Regions from separate parts of the Rattus norvegicus genome. Here region 1 is linked to region 2. A link is a contact called in public Hi-C data. All regions are on one chromosome and are shown on one strand. Each heading gives the region's core, a stretch centred on a gene start, on an enhancer-like site or on the middle of the called end of the contact. The rest is flanking DNA. Distances are from core to core; before and after follow the strand shown. Region 1 holds the start of Arid5b (AT-rich interaction domain 5B). Region 2 holds the start of Cabcoco1 (ciliary associated calcium binding coiled-coil 1).

Region 1 (4,543 bases), core at 1,554-4,053, 250 kb after region 2:
ATCCAGTTTGCAGTTTAGCAGGGAATCTGATTATAAAAATGCAAATATTCAAAAAGACTCTGGGTTTGGAAGACCTTATCAGGGGAGATGAGGCAGTGCTGCCTGGTGTCATGCCTACCTTCAGGAGACGTAGAAGATGGGTTCTAATTAGGCGAAGTCATTTACAGACACTTAAAGACTACCCAAGTTGCTCAAATGCTGTAGAAAGCTGTGTGTTTTTAAGAGAGGTTTAATACACAACCCAGGGATACCCTCAGGCACTGTGTCGAGGTTTCCTGCATAAATGCAGCCGCCTTGGTCAGGCAGGAAACTGACTCATAGATGATCTCAAAGAAAATCTTGTCAAAATACAGCAACTCAAGTCTTTTTTTTTTTAATATATCATCTTTTGAATTGAATGTATATATTTACACTAACAGGACAGAGGCTAACGGAAGCCTGAGGCAGCTCATGAATATTTTTTTTAAATATGTAAAATGCCCTTCAGTCAAATCCATTCATATGTTAAAAATGAACAAAATGGGTTATTCTAATCAAACGTCTGCAGTGTGCACCATAAAGTTAAAAAGAGAGGGCGAAAGGGCTGTAATTTCTCTCTCTAACCCATGTTTATGAAATGGTAAGATCAGATGAAATTTCAAGGAAGATAATTAAGGAGTGATGTGCAAGTCATAATTTGGCTAATGCAAAAGATGGAAGACTGTAAATTGGTACACTGTCCTCCCCCACGGTGCGGAGTTGGAATATTACTTTAAATTATTAAAATAGCTTTTCGACAGCTTCCAGAATACGGGCTTTTTGGCATGGGCTTTTATTACTTATTGTAATTGGAGGATCTGCCATTTTCTTTCGTTTATCTCTGTGTATATAGAAACAAGATACATCTTGCCTTTTTTTTTATGACTTCTCCATGTTCCGAATCAAAAAATGTGTTTTAGATAATGTTCAGCGCCCTAATTCTTACTGCAGCGGAGGCAGACGTTATGGAAAAAAAGCGTCAAAACACACACAGAGGGTCCTTCCACCGCCAGATCACCGAAGACGAGGCGTTTGTGCTCTGCTGGGTGTATTAACTTCAGCCATGTGAATATAATTTTCATTAAAGTAATCCTGTCTCAACTCGATGCTGCGGGTAGAGGTGAAACGTTGCGAAAGCGTTAAAAATAGCTTGCTAGTAATTTCAACATCCTGTAATTTTATCGCGGATCGAGTTTCAACTGTCGTACTATACAAACCTTATCCCCCATATAGTACATGTTTACTTTTTTAGCCTGCCAGACCCACTCTGGAAAGATTGGTGCCAATATAATAAAATCGCTGGGGAGGTTGGGGGGTGCTGGAAAGAGTGGGAGGAGAGCCGGGAAGGGGTGGGGGAAGTGAGTACACCATTTTACATCAACGCTGCGAAAATGCAAGCGAGCCAGGCGGAGGACCGGCAGCTGGGTCGCAGCGAGCGAGGGCTTTGCAGTCCCTGCTTGTTCCTTGTTCTGTGGCTCTTAAGTTTCTCTGTTTGCATAATAGCCGTGCATGCAAACCGCGCAATGCTCCAGGGCTCTAGAACAATAAATATACACATTTAAAACCTTTATTGTCTTACGATGTGTTAACCACCCCCCCCCCGTTTCTAACAGCTTAATTTCTGATGATATTTAACTAGTTTGCAAATGGATTATTTTTTTCAGTTTCAAACTATTACCGAGAAAGCTCCCCCTCCCTTTTTTTGGAGGAGGGGGGCACGGGAAGGATTGGGGGTGGGGTAGAAGTCGGTATATTATTCCTGTAGCGCCGGGTTATATAAACACATTATCATTTGAGAGAGCCCTTGGCGCCCATCAGCATTGTAAACACGTACGAGTGTATATACTTCAAAATTAAAGAATGCACACGCAGAACCCGGAGCCCGAATTCATATTCCGAGCAGACTCGCGGCTCGCATGTATTGATTTATCATGCACGGTTTATTGTTCCTCTCCCTAAATGCAGTTGCTGTCCGTTCAATATTGTTGCAAAATCACGAGACGTGTGTGCACTGCTCACTTGTCTTTCTGCTCTTCTTCTTCCTTTTTTTCCCCTGCTGAGTATTTTTTTTTGCGAAGCGAACAAATGCATTAATATTTATATGTTTATATAATCGATAACCCACTTTTCCCTTCCGTGTAAATAGGCATCGGAAGATAATTTAACAGATTAGTTCTCTCAAACATGGCAGTGAGGAAACGTAATTTAACTATCAAACAAATCTACATGTCTAATAACAGCAAATCTGCTAAGGAGCATTAGAAAGAGGAGCGGCGCCCCGGAATCTCTGCAGGAAATGTTCTTTATATTAGACATATACAAGCAGGTCCTGTCAGATGCACAACGCAGCTCGGGAGACGTGGTCTGCTCCAAAAATCTCAGCCGACGTTAGCCACAGACACAGAAACGGGGTAGATAAACGTACCCTCATTACTTGGTTTTAGGGTGGGTTTCAATTTTTTTTACATCTTCCTGTCTGCTTTTTGCCTTGATCCATTCTCTTCCCGCCGAGGTCGGACTGAGCCCTTCTCCCTATTTCGAATTTGATCAACCCATCTTTGGCAGCAAACCCACATCTTTTTGACAGGAGATGAAAATTGAGTCTTCGAAGAAATATTAGGATATATTTTCAATCATTTTGGTGTCGAGGGGGAGGCTAGAGCTTAGTTTTATATTGAGACATCACGCCGGCTGCAAGCAGAGAATGCTTTCCCCTGCCAGGACCTGATGCAATCCATTCAAGCCAACAAGTTTGGAGAGAATGTTGAGTTCAATCAATTCAGAACGTCGAGATGGAGCCCAACTCACTCCAGGTATTTCGCTCTCCTCCGCTCCTGCGGTCCCGCCGCCCCCCGGCAGCCCCCAACCCCCCAGCTCACCCACCCCCTCACACCCCCCCACACCCCCCACAAACTTTTTACCAAACTTTTACCCTCTGCATCCCCCCAAAATCATTTTTATTGTTTTTTTAAAAAATCCCTACGCTGATCATACCTACATAATGTAATTTTATCGCCTCATATGGGGAACTGGGAAGGGGTGGTGGTGAGGACCCGGAGGGTTTTTTTTTTTTTTTTTTTTTTTTTTTTTAGGGGAGGTAGAAAATTAGTGGGTTTTGTAATATTTTTCACCCAACGTTCTATCTGTGGGTCGGTCTGTATTGAGAGTCTTGTGTGTGAATGTGCCTAGGAATAGATATTTGTGCTTGATGGCTACATTATTTACGTGGTGCTTTTTTTTTTTTTTCTCCTCTCCCTCTCTCTCCCCCTCCTGCAGTGGGTCGGCTCACCGTGTGGCTTACACGGACCTTATATTTTCTATAAGGCTTTTCAATTCCACCTTGAAGGAAAACCAAGAATCTTGTCCCTTGGCGACTTTTTCTTTGTAAGATGTACGCCAAAGGATCCGATTTGCATAGCGGAGCTCCAGCTGTTGTGGGAAGAAAGGACCAGCCGGCAACTTTTATCCAGCTCGAAACTTTATTTCCTTCCCGAAGACACTCCCCAAGGCCGAAATAGCGACCATGGCGAGGTGGTAAACCTATCTCTCCCTCTCTTCCTTCTTTATTATCCACCCCCCCTCCAGTAATGCGTATTATAAGGCAAGCTTGAAAATACTGTATTCAGTTCTGCGGTGAGCAGGATCCGCTCGTTTTTTAAAGGGGTAGCGCCACTAACTGGGGCTGGAGTATTTTACCATTGTCAGAGTTTGGCTGTCAGCTTTACAAAGACCGTCCAACTGCTGATTTTAGTCAAGATCAAATAACTTGTCGAGAAGGGTTTTGTTCCAGGGTGTGTGTGTGTGTGTGTGTGTGTGTGTGTGTGTGTGTGTGTGTGTGTTTAGCTACCTCCTCTTGAAGATTAATATCCCATGCTTTAATATACATATTTTAATATACATATTTTTTTGCTTTTTTTTTTTTTAGTTGTACCTTCATGCCTGGCTCCTAGGCTTGGTAGCTTTCTTTTAGTGGGTTTTGATATTGTTCGCGTTTTTTTTTTTTCTTTTAAGTATTTGATATGTTTAAGAGGGCGGAAATTACGAAACGGAGGCAGAATGAGATCAAAAGCAATTGAGTTGGCAAAGGCGTGTTGACTGAAGTGATAAATGACAGGTACTGGGATAATACATTCAAATAACTTGCGCATCTGCCCGGGCGGATTTCAAAGCGGTCGTGTAACCGGCACAAACACGTTCGGCATTAAGAACTATCTCGCGCCCACTCCCCCTCCTCCCGGAGCCATTTGATGTTCTGGTTTCCAGTGACTCCACGCGAAGTGGACGTCTTCCAGTGGGGTGTGGGGCTGGGTGCAGGGGCCTCTGCGGTGAGGTGCGAGGCTGCGCGCCGGGTGGACGCGGAGGGGACCCCGCGGCGCAGCCACCGGGCCACCTCCCTCGGGCTCTGTCACTGCGGGTGTGACCGCACCTCTACCGGCACCCCGGGTCCGAGGGCCGAGCTCGGTGAAGCGATAGCTACCCCCACCCCTTACACACACACACACACACACACACACACACACACACA
Region 2 (4,517 bases), core at 1,571-4,070:
TCACCTCAGATGGGCTGGACACTAGCAGTGTAAACCAAGTGAAGCCTTTATTCTCTTACCTTGCTTTGTTCACAGAGGTTGTTGTTTTTTTTTTTTTTAAATCATAGCAATAGAATGCAAACTAGAATGTTTTCCTTCCTAAAAACAAAACAGATGAGTCAGGAAAATGACTTACCAATCAAATAGCTTTGTATGTATTTTACCTTTTATATCAAGCAGTCTCGTATTTTTTTACAGTGTGCTGTCGAAATTCGAGCTCCAGAATTCTGGATCCTCTCACTACCTTTAAAGGATGTGTTTAAAGTATGTGAGTGTTTCTGGCCCGATCCTCTAAAGAAGTTCTCAGATATCAGTCGCTGCATTGAAAAACTTGAAAATGACGGTGTTTGGATGCTTAAGACGCTGCGAATCCCATTCATGCTATTTTTATTTGTGTTGTTGAAAAACGACCGATTTTTAGCATGAACCAGGGAGAGTTGGCTCATAAAGGGTGACATGGACATGTTTAGCCTTTATAAAAAGAAACCTCAAGGTCTCAGGATCACCACGTTTGGTCACTTAGTACTCTACAAAAACCATCAATACTCATCACCAAATTAACCTCTTCCTGTGCCCACAGGTACGGAGACTGGAACGCTTTCATTACAGCAAGGGTTTGCCTCAAGGATCAACCATCATTGGTTGATCAAACCACCTCACATTTTGTAAATGTGCCCAAAGTCAGAGAATGCTAAAGATAATATAAATGACCGTAAACACCAAGTTCCATGTCCTCCTTCCCTTTCCAGTACTAAAGCAACAAGGTAAAGCCAAGATGAGGCAGGCCGAAGGCTCCACTTAGAGGCCTGTAAGTTCAAGAGGAGCCTGAGCAGGAAGCCTCCGTTGAGTCTGGTGCGATGTCTTCCTCACTCGCCTGTCTCTCCCCAAGAAGTGGAAGGCTAACATCAGCCGGAATGTGTGCAAGTTAAAGGAACCTTTGGGCTAATGGCTTTTCAACATCATTCCATACCAGGGTAGTGGTGATGGTGGTGATGGGGTAACATTCTGCCCCATAAAATTAAATGACCGCCTCCCAACTCACTCCTCTATAAATTATAACATTGAATGCATTAAGGTAACATTTGGAATTTCGTGCTTCCTGAAGTACCACGCCCGTCAGTGACGCCATCTTTAGTGTACTGTTCCATCTACTTCTGGGGTCCAAAGCTAGACATAAAGATGTAAAACTGCCAAAGAGAGGGCAAAACAGCTAAGGGGCAGCAAAATCTGCTCCGTCGTCATCGTCGTCGTCGGAAACCGCAAACTACTCTTAGGAGAAATAAATGTGTTTGCAGTTTAGCAAGCACTAAATTGCAGGCATGTGAGCCTTTCTAACTTCACAGAAGGTGGTTCGCTGCATTGCATTTCTCTGGAGTAAAGATCAAAAGGAAAAAAGAGAAAAAAATATTAAACACTTTAATGAGTTTGGAAGTTGGTGGCTCCTATTAAGTCTAGCAGTAACTATGAATTGACTGGGTTGTTTTTTTTTTTTTTATCACTAATTGAACACATTCTAAAACCCTTTTAAAATGGGGTTAAATGTCAGAGCAATGTTGTTGAGTTAATACTTTGTACTGAGAACTCAGCCAGGCTCTTGAAGAGTAAAAATTCCAAGAAAACTCGACATCACAACCCACTTGACTCGATGGGGAATGTGTGAGCTAAGCTAAAAAAGGACTCTTGGATACAGGTGGGCTCTACCAGGATTTGGGTTGTTTAAACTGTGAAAATGCTTGAGGGAGAGACATCACTAGGAAGCTTAAGCAAAGCGACATGTTAAATTCCTCGGAACTGCAATGGGAGAGAAGTCTACTGATTCGGGGGAAATTGGTAGCAATGCACAGCATGGATCCAGCCAGGAAAAGTTTAGTACAAACACCAGCACTCTGAACACTAGGAGGTGCCAAGATCCCCCTGAACGTTTCTAACACAATAATCTGTTCAATCTCTTTGGAAAGCTTTGAGGCCGTTAGTGGTTGTGGTTTTATTTTAAGCATGGGGGAGACTGACCCCATACTGTCTGGATTTTACAGTAAGCATCTTTAGTAGCAACCTCCGAGCAGGTAAATGTATGGCACATCCCACAGCCAAAGGAAGTACCGAATAACCAAAAAAAAAAAAAATTCTAAATATGTAGGGTCAGGCGTTGTAACTCAGTGGTTAGGGTGTTTGCCAGCACTGGGGGACCCTGGGTTCAATCTGTGCATATATAAAGTGGGTATGGTGCCCTGGATTGTAAGCTTTTGGGAGGTGGAGGTAGGAGGATCAGCAATTCAAGGTCATCTTCAGCCTGGGTTACAAACATGGTGTCTATGGAGTCTCTTCATACTCCCTATATAATACCTTGTTGTTTCCAGGCATTTTACTGTGGACATTTCCAACACTTGGGAGAGGAGACAGCATACAAACCCCCACCTCTGCCACAATTTTAATTCACAAGTCCATCCTCCTCCCTCGGTATTTTGGAGTAAGTTGCTGATTGTCACTCCCATCACTAGCTAAATATGCGCCTCTAAAATTAGAGTCAGTTTTTTTTTTCTACTAAAGACCACAACGCCACGATCAGACTTTTGAACGTTACAAAAATTGCTTAAGATCAACCATCAAGGGCCAAAGCCCCAAATCGCTTAGCATCTCCCTTTTAGAGTGAGCCTTCTGTGTCAACACCGGAACTGCTACTTAAGTCAATTTCTCAGTTTCCACTGTCATTCGAGCAGCAGGTGGCATCACGGGGCCCAGAAGTGGGCGGGGCCTGAGCTCCGGTTAGGCGTTACCACCGCCCATCCCAGTTGCCTTGACGATGAGGGCTTCCTCTAGAGAAAACGTGGCAGGGTCGTCCATAGGATTGACCTCCTGGGGCCCGACCACCCCTGGGGTGACGCCAGCAGGCAGCACGACTGATTCTGAGGTATGCGCTCCTTTCTAGGCAGTCCAGGACCCGGCCCTCGGCTAATTCCAAGGTCACTCAAGGTCAAGGCCAGAGTCACAGGGGATTCAACTGGTAATGGCCTGCAAGCTTGGTGCAGGGCTCCCCAGGACCTCTGAAACTCATCACAAGCCCTGTGAGCTTACTCTGGAAAGTTCCATGCTCACACAACCTCTTAAATATGCAAATCTTCAACTGGGGGGAAAAAAAGTAATCTCTGATCTTAAAGGGAACCAGTCCCTTTTTGCAAGCGCCACAGATTGTAACGATAAACAAGTGTTCAAAAGGTGTTAAAGATTGCCGCGATTTGAGTGAGTCAGGCTTGGTTTCTGTTGTCACCTGTCCCTGTCCCAGGAGACAAGACCAAACACCCTGAGAGTTTATTCTCTGCCCCTAGCCTCCTGGCTCATAGTGAATTTGTCCCAGTCCTCTTGGATACCACCAGGTCACCTTAAGAACCACCCCCCCCCCTCCTAGCACCAACTGTCAACGGGTGGGGGGCATTAAGTCATTTTGTCCCTAGACTTAATAGTTGAAACAGTTCATTATTATTTTATTTATACTTATTTGTGGGTGGGTGGATGGACGTCCCAGTGCCGGTGCTCGGTGCTCGGAGCTCAGTACTCGGTGCTCGGTGCTCGGTGCTCGGTGCTCGGTGTGGAGGTCAGAGGACCACTTGATGATTGTCCACGTGGGTCCCAAAGATGAAGGTCAGGAGTTCAGCTTTGGCAGAAGGTGCCACACTACTTGCTAAGATTTTTAACCACAAGTGTATCAGCTAAGGCATCTATTTTGTTCGGTTTTATATATGTATATATATTTAAATCTTCTCGACGAGTATATCAAATACTGTTTCTAGGATGTTATTTTTTCTTTTTTTTTTAAGACTCTGAAGAGTGAATAATGGAGTGTTAATTAACACGGCTTTGTTCAGCCTCCGTATTAGTCTAAACAACTGTCTTTGTGAAGAAGATAAGTATTCGATGCAGACTCAGCAGTCAGAAAGCACAAAGCCAATAATTTCATGCCTTCCTCTCCAACAAACAAGCGAGCCAGTCCCACCCCACCCCCTCCGAGTCCCCCAGCACTGCAGGCAGACCGCTAAGCCTGCAGGCTCTCCCATGAGCCTTTCCAAATAAAATTAGCATACATTAAATGCACATTTTAACATGATAAACTGGATCCTAGGCTCATTCCTCCCTTGTGATCGCTAATGTAAGTTAACATAATTTTTAAACCAGCATAGGAAACTTTCCAATTAAATTCTGTGTCGTTTAAACATATACAAAATCTTCTGCGACTGTATGCCTCCTTGTGCTCGCACGCTAGCGTACCAGTGGATGCAATGCCCTTCCTAAGAACATTTAATGATTTGAGGCGTAATGAATCAGTATTTGAAGGGGTGTGTGTGTGTGTGTGTGGAGAGAATGTGTGAGTTTAATAAAAAAAAAGACTGAGCTAATATAACATGGACACAAATACACATAAATCTATATTTCAATTTTTATTAGCTCAGTCTTTTTATTAGTAAGACACTGAAGAAATCCAGTTG

What was found. Hi-C and Micro-C count contacts between places; a contact is called where the count stands out from the background.
Region 1: a Hi-C map of Schwann cells shows a contact between it and region 2, with 6 times the contacts expected there. The contact joins the promoter of Arid5b here to the promoter of Cabcoco1 in region 2. A contact is called at or near these places in 2 of 12 Hi-C or Micro-C datasets (Schwann cells and frontal cortex).

What each region holds. Positions count from the first base shown.
Region 1 is chr20:20,303,911-20,308,453 of GRCr8, forward strand. Arid5b (AT-rich interaction domain 5B) reads left to right here and starts at 2,804. Exons shown (of 10, transcript NM_001107624.1): 1 at 2,804-2,831; 2 at 3,295-3,549. The coding sequence starts at 2,811.
Region 2 is chr20:20,054,724-20,059,240 of GRCr8, forward strand. Cabcoco1 (ciliary associated calcium binding coiled-coil 1) reads left to right here and starts at 2,821. Exons shown (of 8, transcript NM_001134576.1): 1 at 2,821-2,947. The coding sequence starts at 2,840.